Linked DNA regions of Mus musculus: region 1 is linked to region 2. A link is a contact called in public HiChIP or PLAC-seq data. All regions are on one chromosome and are shown on one strand. The core of a region is the stretch at or near the end of the contact, and the rest is flanking DNA. Distances in the headings are between cores, read along the strand shown. Region 1 has its middle 120 kb from the start of Gm39242. Region 2 overlaps Gm42040 (a long non-coding RNA gene).

Region 1 (4,473 bases), core at 662-3,161, 130 kb before region 2:
GGCTGAGGTTTTTCAGCTTGGGGATTTGTTTGGGTTTGGGTTGGTGGCTCTTTTATTATTTATTTATTTATTTATTTATTTATTTATTTATTTTCCCCCCTCTGACGAGAACAATTTCAAAATGATACTGCAGTGATGATCTTTCTGAGCCCACCCCACAAACACCATTCGGGTGTCAGCCTCAGAAGAGGCGACATTAACAAATGAGCCCTACCTGCTTAACAAAGCATACAGACCACTCAGCTTGGAAAGTAAAAAGTTAACCTAAAACAAAAGGAATTTTACACATGGGAGCATGTGTTCCTTATATAGCCAAAGTCTCCGAAAAAGAATGTATGTGTCAAACAAAACAAGGGCACAAAAGCCACATGTCTGTATATGTATATCTATCTGTATTTCAAACAAGCATATATGAAGTACATTCAATCTCACGTGCACTCGTGTGTACACACACACACACACACACACACACACACACACACTGCACACATGTTAATAGAGCATTCAGAAAACAAAAACAAAAAAACATCAAAGGTCTGGGTAAAGACTCCCTGAACTAAACACTGGCTACCAATATTAGTGAGAGCCTTTTGTGTGTTCATAAAAATCTATCTGCCAGAAAAGTGTCAGAATCATCTGAGAGCAAAACGAGTGTAGGGGAGAGGGGTAGCCCATGACAAGACGACTCCCCCATTTCCCACGAGGCTATAAAAGAGCAAACACTTGAAATAATTTGCAAATAACCCTAACCCAGCTCCTTCAGGTTTTATTTTAATGAGTAGGATTTAGCAGGAAAGTTGTTCAAATGACAGGACCCTTACTTACAGGGATCGGACAAGGGTAAGGAGAGAGAAAGGGACAGAGAGTCCAAGGGAAGGCTCCCAGTTTGTGACTCAAAACTGGAAGTAAGGTTTCCTCAGAGATTTCAAGGATCCTTTAAAAATTCTTATCGAAATCAAGTCCCCTTCCGACTTTCTTTTTCTTATAATTGAACAAGTGTTTAACTGTATCTCACTGTCACAGCCGTTCCAATACATGAGCCGCACTCCGAGTAACAGCTTTCGTTACACATTTTTGTGCTGAGGACTTTCGGTACACTGTGATAAGAGCCCTCGTAGCTTGGTACTGCCTGCACACAGAAAATAAACCTGGCATTTTCAGATTAGCTTTTTTTTTTCTCCATCTGATGTGCATGATTTTGGCAAGACAAAGAGTTGCTTGTGATACCACACATATTGATCTGAATATAACCCTTTAGTTCATTATTTTTTTTAAATATCATCTCACTATTTGGGACCAGATAAAAATAAAATTTTACGTTGGTTCAGCACAGAAGAACTAAGCAACTGCAGCATAGCTTACACAAATCATTATCCATGAGCCAAATGCTAATGCAATTTTTTTTTACTTCCATGGTATCTTTATGACACCATATCAAATATCCAAATACTCTATGAGGGCAGAGGCCGTGCTATATCACTTGGTCAGAGCTGTTAACGAAAGAAACACAGGGACGCTTGTGGCCCAGACTTTTAATTCACGTGCCTTGTTTCAGACTCAGGGACATTCCGTCGTTCAGCCCCGAGTGACCAGGGGACGCTTCCCACCACAGGTGACTGACTATCCCTGAAATGGCCACCACAGTTTCTTCCTCCCGTTGTCATCCCTTTCAGAAATGTTTCATATTAGGGGGAAAAAAACCACAGAAATTCCAAAGTGCTTTTATCTGAAGGAGAATAAACAGACTCCTGTTCCAAAACAAAGAATAATCGTGTCTCCCCACTAAATGAACCTGAATGTTCGTCTGCACAGTTTTGAATGAAATACCCACGTGCCGTTGTTTCAGACCCTATAAAGGGAACGGCTGTGACCGCTCACCTACTGTCCCCTGTCACAGCTAAGCCTTCCCCTGTGGCACTTGCCTTCACCAGCTAGCTCCAAGTTGCCACCTTGCACAGGTTGCCTCAGACCTTTCCCCTTAAGTGAGTGGACTCAAAATTAGCCACTTGCAGTCCTACCTTGTGCTTTAAATTTTAATAACAAACAGAGACATCTCCTGTCTCTCTTTAGATTCTGTAGACCCTCCCTCTTCTCTGCAGACTGAAGGCTGCTGCTGAAAAGATTGAAAACCTGGAAGGAGTTTGGGGTGGACTGGCCAAGCCCCCTCCATTTCCCTCAGATGTTTACAATCTAGCACCTTTCTGAAGACAAAGATGGGGGGGGGCTTATTTTTCCCTTAGACTGAAGGGTGAGACAGGGGGGTATTAAAAACTGATCAATGTAATTTTTTTCTCAGAAGTATTTGCACATCTGTGAAATAATGTAATTTCCTCTTTTAAAAAAAACTTTTTATATGACATTCATGATTATAGCCTGATCTGGAGAATTATTCAAATATAAAATTAAATGTTCAGAAACTAGCTGTGCTGTGGATGGCTGGGCTTGCCCCAGCTGTGCATCAAACTTAGGCGATTCTATTAAAAGTCTAAAACTGAGCCTCTCTAGATCACAATGAATCCCCCCCCCCACAAAAAAGGGGAAAATCGCTTTTTAAAAGGAAATATGAGGGTCTACTCGTTTGGGTTACAGTTTCTTTGGGTGAGCCTCCGGGGGCCTAAAGAGACTCCAGCAAACTGTTCAGAACCCATAATAACAACAACAACAAAGGGGAGTGGGGAGGGGGGGCTACGGCAGAAGAACGAAAGCAACCAATACAGCAGGTAGCCTCGTGTGTTATCACAGGGTTCAGAACAATCTGGGACTTAGAGAAAGTTCCGAACCTTCAAAGTTAATTCTTTTGTTCCAGTGAAATTGCTTCAGTTTTAACGTGAGCCATCTGTCATTTCTCCTTGGCTGCTGTGTGCCACACGGCTTTTATGCTGCTTTGACTCCAGACCCCTTTCCCCCCACAACTGCTCCCAACTGCTCCCAGGTCTGAGAGGAATCCACCCTCCTGAGGCACAGTCCAAAAAAAAAAAAAAAAGCAAACTTTCCCTGAACCTACAATCCTAAGATTTTTCTTTTCATTTCCATGATCTAGCATGGTCCCCTCCAAATCCATCTGCCTTTCAGAGATGATTCTAGTGCGTTTTTCAGCACCTCCAACCTCATCCGTGTCTTGCACCATCGACTCCAGGTAATGTATCACCGATACAGAAAATAATGGAGACCCCAGAAAATAAAAGACTATTACATCCCTTTGAAGTTAAAGACCTAGCCCCACACTCCAAAGTCTGCTACCCTCCACATCTGGTTCTTTTAATAAAATGAATTTCTAAAATATTTACTGGTTTAAAAATAAGCCAGGACCTTTTATGGGTTAATACTATCCAATTTTAAGTGGAAAGAAAAACATAATTCTCAATAATTTTATGGCAGGAATTAATAGTCAGATAATCTCAGGAAGGAGAAAGGGGGTGGGGTGGGGGGTATGTGGTTACTATTCTGAAAACCAGGGAACAAGGGAAGGCAGAGGGTGTTGTTTATGCTGCCTAAGACAGACAGACTTTAATAACACTTAACAGAACGATACACATAATGATCTCAGAAAGCACTTCTTCTGCCTCATCCATCATGCCGAGGAGAAAATGAAGCCTTCGACAGCATTCGAAATTATTCTGGATCTTGTCAGTAATTCCCCGCGTCTCTCCACTATCACAACACAAATGTGCGTGTGTGTGAGACACTGACCATTAATCTAGACAAGGTTTCAGGTGTGTGTGAGAGAGAGACAGAGAGAGATGGGGGGGGGGGGTGAAGAGAGGAGACTTGTGACAGCATGCTAAGAATTATTACCTTTTCCACGGAGGAATGGTACCTACCCATGAAGCCGTACTAAATAAACCAAAGGAAACTAGAAAACTACATGGGTAAAGACATGGGACCTTAAGAGATCAAATGTTTTCTGTCGAGATGAAAGAGAGGAAAGCAACGTCCCCGCTAGCTAGAGCCATGACCAACTCTAAACGACCAAGGTAGGGAGCCAGCCCCTCCCTGAAAAAAAGTTTCTATGAAGTTGCAACATACTATCAGCATCCCTAAGTAATCAGACCTTGTGTGGTGAGAAAAATCATGGGCTTGTCTTTGCCACTACAAAGACACAGCCAAAAAAAGGTCTACTTTGTATCCTTCAGCAGAGGAGCCTCAGACTGGGCACCTGGACTGTTGGGTTTGTACACTGTAAAGTTCTCATTGATTCAGACAGAGTGGGGGGAGGGGAGGAGGACCTCGGAATTATTAAATAACCAGTTTATTCGCAGATCCATCTGGCTTTGACAGCGTATTCCTGGCAAACCCCATTTGAATTCCCAGCCCTCCTGAGAAACCAAGCAGCGGCTTGGGCAGCAGCTTCCTCAAACTTGACTCTTTCTCCGCGGCATGGCAGCCATCCTAAAAGAGACTCCCGTTCCAAAAGGAACTGCCTATAAATATTTGCAAGATAATTTCTCACAACACTCATCTGAGTCCACTCCA
Region 2 (4,126 bases), core at 1,618-4,117:
TATTTCAGCGAGGATGCTAACTCACAAAGAGTTGACAAGGTATATCTCACTAGCCATGGAAGAAACTGGGCACTTCTTAATATAAAAGACTCCTGGCTTTATGTATGCATCCGTATACACAAACACATATCTAACCATTTATCTAGAAAGAGTGTGGGCTGCCCTCAGTTATATCACAGGTTGATAGCCTTCTTTTTCTTTCTTTTTTTTTTTTTTTTTTTGAAGCAAAACAACCTTTCTGTCTAATTTTCTACTTCTTCAGCTCTCAGAAAAACCTTCAAAATCCTTTGCAAATTGGTTCTCATGTGCAGGGCGTTTAATGTTTAGTATTTGAGGTGTTTTAGTCAGTGCCCACATAAAACAAGAGGACAGACCCAAGTCGATGTGTGTTTAGATAAAGAAGCAAACTCTGTGCCCATTGTTCCTGATGGCCCAGGGGACCACCCCTGAAGAGGAATATCAGCTAACATTTTAGGCTTGTTTTGAAAATCCAGAAAAGCCCCATATGAGACCTGCCGACACCAGCCATGATAGGACGATGCTGGATGATAACAATCTAACAAAGAATAAGCGTCGGCTCACTACCAACTCACCAGAACAAGATCCTTTAGCTCTCAAAGCTAAGCCAAGTTGATATTAAGACTGTCTTAGCCGATCCTTCTTGAACAGAGAATTATACGTGGACCTGGACAACCGGGAGAAAATGATGCCAATAAAAAACAGAATCAGCTATCAGACCCTAATCTACTTGTAACAGTGAAAATCCCTCCAAACAGTTGGCCCTAACAGCCATGATGGCATGGCGACTATCAATACGGCATAGAATGGATCATTTGGTCAAAAGGAACACACCAACAGGCACATCCGAAGCAGCCGAGTACTCATCAGGCCACCTACATTTCTGCAATCTCTCTGTGCTTTAAGTTTTGAAAGGTTGATCATTTATCTTTTCAAAAGAGTTTCCCAACGGCTAACAAGACGGATCAAGTCACTCTGTGTAACCTGATTAAACTTCACATGGGGGAGACTGGGCCAGTCCGAGCCCTCCCCTCACACGGTCATTTTTCTGCCATTTTGCGGCGGCTGCTCCACCTGGCTCGGGCGCAGCTGTCATAAATCGCAGGTGACACAGCTGTGCGATTTAAGATCATCAGCTCCAAAAATATAAGTTCTTTTTTTTTTTAAATTTAAATCACTTCCAGGTCTTCCTCTTCACTGAGAGACAATAGGTCTTTGTACTCACTTTATCTTCCCATGTGGTAACTGCACCTGAGCAGAACTGGGCAGTGTGGGATAAATAAATAGAGGACACTTTGCAAAATCATCTGGACATTAAATACGCATTTTTTTTAAATCGTATTTTGAGCTGCTTTAGGAAAAAAGGAGCTGGAGAAACCAGCTTCTTTGCAAGTTAATGGGCAGGCAGGAAAATTCTCAGAGCCATTTCCAAACTCGCATTCGAATCAGGGAAAACCAGTGTGAGGCACAGATCCCTGTGGCGTCTGTCCTCGGGCACTAGATTCCGCACATTTCCCCTCACGTGAGTGATTGTGTATGTAAGGAGCATTTTACATAGTTCTCTTCTGTGTTTTCTCAGTTTTTAAAAAGAAAATCATGTAAAAAGGGTTGGGGTCTTGTTAGGAATTGCTACATCCAAACTGGAGCTGACTTTGCCCACTGAAGCTGATGGGCTGACATGATCCTTTGTAGTACTGGGTTTTTCCCCCTCCCTCTCAGCATCTGCCCGAATCTCTCTACAAGCTCTTCTCTTGGTCAGCAGAAAGGATCTGTCCTCTTGGAGTCCAGGAAAAGCAAATTGAACTGTGTGAGGACTCTGCTGTAATGCATTTATCTAAGCATCAGTTAGGTGTGTCTGACCACTCTTACTGGGGTGGTTTCTACAGACTACCTGCCTCTATTTAATCCATTCCTCTCCCTGCCAGAGACACACATCAAACAGGAGAGACATATGACCAAAAGAAATACCTATTTTCTCACACTTTCCACATTAAATATCTCCAACCTCTGATAGAAGCCTCTTTAAAGTAGAATTAATTTCTGTATTTAAAAACATAACAGCTTGTGGTGTTTTACTTTGGTTGCACTGGTGGGGCAATCTGTAGGTGCTCACGTTCTTATTATACATGTATTTTAATCTACAACCCAGCCTGATGGGTCTCTTATTTTCCTAACTGCCATTTCCCTCTCCATTTGAGACCTTATTTGTTATCTCTTGCTCAATGCTTATTCAAAAAGAAAAAAAAAATTCCACTCAATCTTTTTTTTAAAAATTGGTCAGCAAGACAATATACAAAAGGACAGGAAACACACACACACCGGAGTCATGCACAATCTATAATTTTCCAATGTAGAACAGGTTTCTTTTTCCCCCCTTCCTCCTATAGCCTCATCCAAAGGAAAAAGGGGAATTATTTACATTCACAGCTTAAAAAATAATTATAATGCTTTTTTTTTCTCCACACTCACCGCTGCTGGGCACAGGGGTTTGTTTTGTGGAGAGAGACTGCCCTCTGCAGGGAAGAAAGGTTTAAAAAAAAAAAAAAACCACATCTTTCAGGCAGTCAACAATACAAGACAGCTGGGTGCTAAAATATAAACAAATAGTTTTCCAAATATGTTTGCTTGTAAGCAATTAAACTGTACTTACTCTCAGAGAGAGAGAGAGAGACTCGTCCACATTCTTCTTTTTTTTTTTTTTTTTACACTGGCTTACTCCAAAACAGCTCTAGTGTGTACAAGACAATAAGAAAGAGGTAACTTCTTAGTGGGTGTCCCGGGCAAGGTGCACGGTGGAATAAAACCGTGGTTCGGACTTCCTTCTTCCCTCAAATCAGGGTGAGCGAAGAAGAAAACAGACAACAAACCCCTAACAGTCATTCCAAAACCTGGAGAAACGTGTACAGCAAGGGCTGGAATTTTTACATCCAATCTCCCTAGATTTTTCTCCTCTAGTCCTGAGCTGGGGCTCAGGTTGGGGGTCCAGTCAGGGGTAGGGGCAAGCTTTAAATGCCTAGAAAACCAGTTTGTTTCAAGGTTTTTAGATCATGAGGTGAACTGATGCCAGCGTCACTTCACGGTATGTTTTTCAAGAGAAATGGATACAAATTGAGAAAAGCCTAATGTAGGTCGTAATAACTTTATGTGTCAGGGTGTGAGTCCGTGATGGGGATAACTGATGACATAATCCTCTCCGGGGTCCCACCCCACCTTAGCTCTGCCTGTCCTGCGCCAAATCCCCCTCGCATTCACGAGAAGGGGAAGGTTGTCTCTGCTTCTTTTGGTTTAGGAAATTTTTTTAAGGTTTTCACACAGTAGATTCTGTAAATAGGAAGGGCGTGAAAAGACGTCCCATTTGGGTGACATCTTCCGCGTCCTGACATCTTTCTAGGTGATTCCTTACACTTCAACAGACCCTTCCAGAAGACTTTGGCTCCCATTGTCGTGCTCCCCGCTGGAGCTTCTGCCGGGCCCACAAGAACTGACCTCCTTCTCCCAGTCTCTAAATGTGACCGGCAGGGGGGCTGATGGCGTGCTCATTTTTTACATCAGTCTTATAAATTGCTTTCCCCATTAATTGTATCCATGGAAACAATACATTTGGCTGGGAAGGGACTCCTGAATAAAATTTAATGGGATTCTCAAAAAAGAGAAAACGTACAAGCTGACAGACGCTCCTGCAGGCCACGCTAGCAATCTGGGTTCTCGGTTGCTACAAGATTCATTTTCTGGTCCTCAAAAACTGTTTCGAGCTGAAACCAAATTCAAGTGAATGAGAAGATAAAATAAACAACAGCAAACCAAACAAACAAAAACCCTGCCTTCTTGCATCCTTAAAAAATTAGGAAGGAAGAAGAGGCAAAAATAACCCAGCCATCCTGAACAGAGTTTAAAAAAAAAAATCCTAACATTTCTCAAGGAAGAATGATGATGAATGGCACTCGGGGGTCCTTTCTACTCAAGTCTGGCTAATATAAATATGGAGAAAACATCAGGTTCCCACAGCAATAGCCAATAGTCAGATGCTGAAGTAAGTATGGGACTACGTCAAGCTCACCACCTCCATACTCTGCACTATCCTCAATAAACATTCTAGGCAGCCACTCTG

Evidence for each region. HiChIP or PLAC-seq counts read pairs in DNA pulled down with a chosen protein or histone mark.
Region 1: an H3K4me3 HiChIP or PLAC-seq map of embryonic forebrain shows a contact between it and region 2, with 6 times the contacts expected there. The contact joins two enhancer-like sites. A contact is called at or near these places in 19 of 484 Hi-C or Micro-C datasets (cerebral cortex, cortical neurons, cranial neural crest and 8 more), 12 of 115 datasets of contacts at active chromatin or transcription factors (craniofacial prominence, differentiating embryonic stem cells, embryonic basal ganglia and 7 more) and 2 of 9 other capture datasets (embryonic stem cells and embryonic tail).

Annotation. Positions count from the first base shown.
Region 1 is chr8:107,947,224-107,951,696 of GRCm38.p6, reverse strand. No RefSeq gene overlaps it. Among named protein-coding and RNA genes, the nearest start is that of Gm39242, 120 kb to the right of the region's middle. Within about 2 kb of position 1,911, at least 7 of the 459 cell types and tissues checked have an H3K27ac peak or open chromatin away from gene starts, as enhancers often do.
Region 2 is chr8:107,814,377-107,818,502 of GRCm38.p6, reverse strand. The region is part of intron 1 of Gm42040 (a long non-coding RNA gene); the gene reads right to left. All of the region lies in intron 2 of Gm39242 (a long non-coding RNA gene), which reads left to right. Among named protein-coding and RNA genes, the nearest start is that of Gm39242, 18 kb to the left of the region's middle. Within about 2 kb of position 2,867, at least 6 of the 459 cell types and tissues checked have an H3K27ac peak or open chromatin away from gene starts, as enhancers often do.